Regions from separate parts of the Mus musculus genome. Here region 1 is linked to region 2. A link is a contact called in public Hi-C data. All regions are on one chromosome and are shown on one strand. Each heading gives the region's core, a stretch centred on a gene start, on an enhancer-like site or on the middle of the called end of the contact. The rest is flanking DNA. Distances are from core to core; before and after follow the strand shown.

Region 1 (3,350 bases), core at 193-2,692, 56 kb before region 2:
CTTTGATTTACGTGTGTGTGTGTGTGTGTGTGTGTGTGTGTGTGTGTACATGTGTACAAACGCCATGGTGCATATGTGGAGGTCAGAGGAGAACTTTCATGAGTCAGGTTTTTTTTTTTTTCCACCGAGGGGATCCCACAGATCAATTCTGGTTGTCAGGCTTAGCCTCAAGCACCTTTGCCCAAGTCAGCCATCTTTCTAGTCCAATACTTCATCTCTCAATGCCACAGCAGAATGTCCCCAACTGGACAGACATCAAAAAGTGACTTACAGCCTGGTTAACCTGTGACTCCACAGGCTTTAGCTCAAGAACTGATAGCTGTGGCCAGGTAGGTGCCTTTCTCTTCATGACAAGTGACCAGATCTAGTGAGCCTTCATGCTGCATTGAAACATGTATTTATTGTGGTATTTCTACCTTGTACCCACTCATATTCTGGAATGCTACTTGCTTTATTCAAGCAACCTACATCTAACCTATGTTTAGAATGCTGTTTGTTTGTTTGTTTGTTTGTTTTGAGAGGTCTCTTCATGCAGCCCAGGTTGCCCTTGCGCTCACAGCAGTCTTCCTCGGTTGCCTGTTGAGGGATGGGATTAAAGGGTGTGAGCCGTCACACTCTGCCTGTTCAGTATTTTGATTGCTCTGCTAGTGCTCTGAATCTGTGGAGGCTGGAGCATCGTTTACTTCCTAAGCACAAGAACCTTGGCTAGTTCTCAGCTGTACCAGCCATGACGCGGCCTGCCTACGGCTTGGGACTTTCATCCTCAAAAGTCCAATAACAGTATATTCCTAGCGGGGTTTTGAGAGGTGTCAATGAATCATGTAAAGGACTTAGTCTAGTGCTTGAGGGCATAGATGCTCAAAAGTGGTGACATAGACTCCTTGCAACATTCTGTCCCTTGGAAAGGACAGCAGAGACTGCTCCCACAAACACTGCAGACCCATCTCTAACCCTCAAAAGTCCCCAGCCACCTAGCCTAAGGCTCTGGGGGGCTGCAGAGTCCAGGGCAACAGCAACTCCATGCAGCAGCCTGGATGCTCTGAGAAGCATGCCTGGCAGCCAAGGGTTTGCCAGCACCTCCTGCTGCTGGCTGCCACATTTGGAGCTGAAACCTAAGCATTGTGGCTTACATCATTGCCCTCTGGGCAGCATGGTGGGTGTGTGACACTGCCCACTCTTCCTCCTTGTCACCAGCATATGGCGAGATGGGAGGGGGACTGAACTCACAAGGGGGATGTCATGGTGTTTTCCGGTGTGCTCTCTATAGATGCTAGACTACACCTGTGTCCCAGTGCTTCCCAGGGCTTTGAGTGAGAGTGTCGTTGCCAAGGAATGTTGGCTACTGCAGCTAGCTAGATTGTGTGGCACTTCCCAGCCTCTCTCCTGCTCCATCTTGGCTGTGTTCCTGCCATTCTCATGCCAGAGGACATCACTGCCCTGATGTTGCACAAGGACAACATGGGGGCACAAGAGCGTTGGCTTGTTTCTCTTTTGAATTCCTGATTCAGAAAGCAATGGGTTCAGGGTCTTGGTGGATTGTGATTGATCTACTCCTGTGGAGAGAAACTCCAACCTCCTGGAGTCTCTTGCCAAGACATCAAGGTAAGATTTACGGAAAGGAAAGAGGAAATGAAGGAAGAAAAGAAGAAAGAAAGGAAGGGAGGGAGGGAGGGAGGGAGGGAGGGAGGAAAGAAGGAAGGAAAGAAGGAAGAAGAGTAGATGGTGGGTCAGATGAGAAAGGCTTGACTTTATTGCTATGACCTAGTCCTGTTCTAGCGGGAGAACATGATCCAGGTGAGAATCCTATGCCTAGCCTATGGTGCAGGCTATACAGAAATTGCTGAAGATGCCACAGTCAAAAGCCATCATCACTGACAACAGGTGCAGGGGGAGAGGGTAAGTGGAGCCTCCTCACCTTTGCCACCTCAAGCCAGGGTGCACACAGCACGAAGGGTCCCATATGTTCTATGAAGGGGCGGGAAGATGAACCGGGAGAAGGGTAAAAAACGACCTTGTCACTCTGGCTTCATGAATCTCTGGGAGGGAGACATCTCTTCTGCTGGTGACCCCGGTAGAGCCACCCAATGGTGAACCTGAGTATTGAGAGTCTCCAGGGCTCTACCCAATGGCGCAGTGCTAAAACCTTGGTTGCTTTTCTGGCAGTGGGGATACACACTGTCGCAAGGGCTAGGGGCTGTTGTCTGCCAGCTCGTGGCCACAGGCCCACGCTCCCTGAGGTGTGAGGGGGTGATGAACAGTGATAGATTGCTCTCTCTGGGATCTCTGCCCAGTGGCCTGGCACAGCTGGAATGTCCTTGGCCAGGTCTTTGTGAGCAGTCAGTCAGGAGATGGGTCGCATGATCAGACAGCTTGGGCTTGCTGGGGGATTTTTTTTTCTCCAGGTTTTAGAATCATCCAGGGTCATCTGAATGCCCTTGCAGCTCTTGTTAAATCCCTTAGGATCAGCTCTGAGTTCCAATTGTTCAGCTTGTGCTAAATTTGTTTAGCCTAAGTGGGCATACCCAAGGAGTAAATGTGTCAACGCTGCTGTATTCCCATCTGTCACGGAAGGGGAAGTGCACTCAGAAAAGGGGTAGCCGGTGTCCCTTGACCACCTTTCACGTGTTTCACCTTTCACACCCTTGGCCACCGTGAACTCACTCCCGGATGATGCACCTGCTCTGGACTATCCTCGTAGCAAACCTTTACTATGCAACGCCCCCTCCCTCCAAATCTGCCAAACTCAAGTGGCCTTACTCCTGCAAAGTGTTCCCTGAGACCTAGCTCGTTTTAAACACCGGAGAAACCACAGAAGCCTCGTTACTGCCCTATGGAACTCAAGTGGCCTTACTCCTGCAAAGTGTTCCCTGAGACCTAGCTCGTTTTAAACACCGGAGAAACCACAGAAGCCTCGTTACTGCCCTATGGCTGTGACAAAAATACCATGATCAAGGTGCTTTTAAAAGAAAGGGCGTATTTGGGCTTCTGGCTTCAGAGGGTTAGAGTCCGAAGGAGCAAAGATGTGGCAGCTAGAACTGGTGAGAACTCGTATCTCCATCCCTGAGAGGGAGGTAGGGTTAACTCAGAATGGTGCAAGGCTTTAGAAACTTCAAAGCCCATCCCCACCGACATACCTCCTCCAGTAAGGCTACCCTATCCCCTTGTCCCTAAACAGCCAGCAGCTGGAGACCAGGGTTTTAAACATATACACCTATGGAGGCTGGTCTCATTCAACCTACCACAGAGCCCTCATCTCTACCTGATTAATAAGTGACGATTAAGCCCCCGAGTCAGGTACTGCCAGTCCAGAAGAACACAAGATGTCTCCCTTTCCTGCCTTAGTGAATGTG
Region 2 (3,176 bases), core at 242-2,741:
TTTGTCTGCATCTATCTATCAAAGGTTATTTAACCTTCCCCACACAGTCCTTAAAGTATGGGTATTAATTCATTTTCCTAGAGTTCAAAGTAGAAGCATGGAGGTTAAGAGTCGTTTCATTAAGATCCAAACCCAGCCCGTCTCTCCCCATCCCAACCCAAATCCTGGCCTCTCCCCATTACACCCAAGTTGTCAATGTTCTCTTTGATCTTTTCCAAAGGGAAGCGCTGTTACCCAATTTTTAGCCTCTTTCCTAAGGGGAAGGCAAGAGGACACCTGCAAAAGTGTGTATTTCCATATATGCAAATTCTTACTTTACATGAGACTCCCTGCTTTACAGGTCAGCTGCGGCAGGGCCTTTGACTGAGGCACCCTGGCTCTGGCAGGCTGCCAAACATGGGGGCCCTTTACACAGAACTCTCATGGCAGAAAGCCTGAGATTCAAGTTTCCAACTGGGCATCGTGGCAATGGGCAAAATGCAGTGTTTTACAATTTCTACTAATTTCTAAACACTGAATGAGAAGGACCATCAATATCTGTCTCTTTTCCAAGAATAATATCACATATAATAATGACAATCTGAGGCCTGGAGAACTTTTAACCGCACAAAAGCATCCAACACACACACACACAGATATAAAACTGAACAATGAGCAAACAACCCAACTTAAAAATGGGCAAGAATTAGACACTTATCTAAGAAAATATGCAGAGGTCACAGATGTGCAATGTCTATATCATGCCGTTAGGGAATCTCAAAACAGAGACGCCATTAAATTGGCGAGAACGCACCAGCCTACAGTAATAACCCCAAATGCCAGTGAGGATATGTGATCACAGGCCACTCACTCATTGCTGGTGATGGTGCAAGATGTTACCACTGCTTTGGAACACAGTTTGGCAGTTTCTTATAAAACTAAATATACCTTCACATATGCTCCTTGGCATTTACCCCACCCCCACCCCCAAATGAAAACATGACCAGGTAAAAAAAAACCAGCATACAAACAGCATTTTTAGTGCTTTTATTGATGGCTGGCAAAACCTGGAAGTAGTAGAAAGGTCTTCCATGAGGTGAGTGGATCAACAAACATGATACAGCCATATAATGGGGCATCACTCAGGACTGGACATGACACTCAGTCCTACATGATCCCAATCATGACATTCTGGTAGGAAAATCAGTGGTGGCCAAGAGAAACTTTAATGTCAACCTTGGACTTTAGCATCCCTGGGTGTAACACGTGCTACACTGACACAAGGCATTCATTCATAGCAGGAAAGCTACAGAGTTGGAGTAAGAAGTCACATAGAATCTTTCAGTTCATTTGCTCAATACGTATGGAAATGCACAACTACTCTAAAAAAAATAAAGGCTACTTTTTTTTTTAAGTCACAGATGCCAGGCATGTGCCAGGATGGTGGCAGAGTTCCTAACCCCAGCACTTGGCAGGAGCAGCAGCAGGCAGTCTGTAGCGGTGATTGGTTAACCCGCTTTGGCTCCTGGCAAGTCCCACTCAAGCTGCGCCTGCCCAGGAGCTATCTGGATTCTCAAATGAGTCTACATTCCAGCTGATTCTGACATGCCTTAACTAGCTCAATGGCTGGGCACTTCTAGTCCTCTCCGAGGCTAGCATACATTTCCCTCTGGTATTCCTGGCTTAACACCTTCTAAATCTATGGGTTTTTTGTTTTATTTTGTGTGTGTGTGTGTGTGTGTGTGTGTGTGTGTGTGTGTGTGTGTGTGTGTGTTTTGTTTGTTTGTTTGTTTTTGTTTTTCGAGACAGGGTTTCTCTGTATAGCCCTGGCTGTCCTGGAACTCACTTTGTAGACCAGGCTGGCCTCGAACTCAGAAATCCGCCTGCCTCTGCCTCCCGAGTGCTGCCCAGTTACTTATTGGGCAGCAGCCCCACCCACCCCACCCCCAACCCCCAGGGCTGCTTTCCCTTTCAACCTACATTGCTGGATAACTTTCTCCTGCAGCTCTTAAATCTGATCCCTTTCCCCCTCAATCATGGCGATTCTTCTCTCCCCCTCTCTGTCCCTTGCCCGTACAATCTAAAAGTCCCACCTCCATTTTTCTGTCCAGCCATTGGCAATTTTTTTTTTTTTTGTAAATTATCAATTGAAGCCAGCTGAGGACAGGGACCCTCAGGCCTGGAAGCCAGGCTTTGGGAACCAAATTAAGACCTTTGTCTTAGAACCAAATCCCAATAGCAGACTGCTGTGAGTTCAAGGCCAGCTTGGTCTACACAGCTAGGTCCTGCTTCAGACACAGAACAAAACACAGAAAATGAAACTTCCAAACAAAAGAGTGACTCTGCACATTTAAGAACATTTCAAGTATTTTGAGTATTTCTAATTTTGGTTAAAATTAAAATGGCTAAATTCCTATTGCTGCTCTGTCCGGCTTCCCTATTAACAGTTTTCCTGAGTGTAATTTTCATATATGGCACCTTCCACAATGATCCCTTCTTGTTTATAGAGAGGTAAGTTAGTCTTCATAATAAAAACTTTTTCATTTGTTGACCCAGTCAAAAATGATGAGCACTAAACTGAAGCTTCCGACCACAGCGCCTGTGAGGAGCAGGAACAAAGCCTGTGGAGACAGAAGAGATGCTGAGTGTGAGCCTCCGTCCTCTCCACTGCGGACTTTCATTCAGTGTCAGTACATGGGGTCTCAAGCTGTGGCTCAGGCTAGCCTTGAACACTCAGCAATCCTCCTGCCTCAATCCCCTAAGAGCTGGGATTACAAGCATGAGCCATCATGCCAGACTCTAAAATGAACTTTGTAAATTAAGATATTCTGTCTTCTTAGATACAGTAATAAACACACTATTCCTTAAAATAGAAGCCTTTTTAAACAGTTGGAAACAACCTACCCCAAGCTTTTTCCAGGAGAGGAAGTCCTCTCGGCTGAGTTTAAGATAAAATAACCCTGGGAACACAAAAATCAAGCATGTCGATGTGCTGGCGCCTGGAGAGGAAGAAACAGGCCGTGTGAGCTCAGCTGAGAGAGTGATGACTTTATTACCCCTCTGGCTTTTGTGGGGCTGGAGACCAAACCTGAGGAGCCCACCCGTGCTGGGAGACGCTCTTCCACTGATGAAACATCCCCGTCCCCTTTACTACATGGGTTTTTTTAAAGTGGGAAACTTACCAACCACACCAAATA

What was found. A called contact is a pair of places that touch in the nucleus more often than the background predicts.
Region 1: a contact with region 2 is called in a Hi-C map of liver, with 2.3 times the contacts expected there. The contact joins the promoter of D830013O20Rik here to the enhancer-like site in region 2. A contact is called at or near these places in 10 of 484 Hi-C or Micro-C datasets (liver, long-term hematopoietic stem cells, myocytes and 4 more), 2 of 115 datasets of contacts at active chromatin or transcription factors (embryonic stem cells and heart atrium) and 3 of 9 other capture datasets (adipose tissue, liver and pancreatic islet).

The regions. Positions count from the first base shown.
Region 1 is chr12:73,407,655-73,411,004 of GRCm38.p6, reverse strand. It overlaps D830013O20Rik (RIKEN cDNA D830013O20 gene), which reads left to right and starts at 1,442. Exons shown (of 4, transcript NR_046013.1): 1 at 1,442-1,602.
Region 2 is chr12:73,351,881-73,355,056 of GRCm38.p6, reverse strand. Slc38a6 (solute carrier family 38, member 6) reads right to left here. Exons shown (of 16, transcript NM_001037717.3): 14 at 3,162-3,176; 15 at 2,884-2,978; 16 at 1,012-2,600. The coding sequence ends at 2,520. Among named protein-coding and RNA genes, the nearest start is that of Gm40442, 49 kb to the left of the region's middle. Within about 2 kb of position 1,491, at least 28 of the 459 cell types and tissues checked have an H3K27ac peak or open chromatin away from gene starts, as enhancers often do. A contact at or near this core is called in liver, where this site is marked.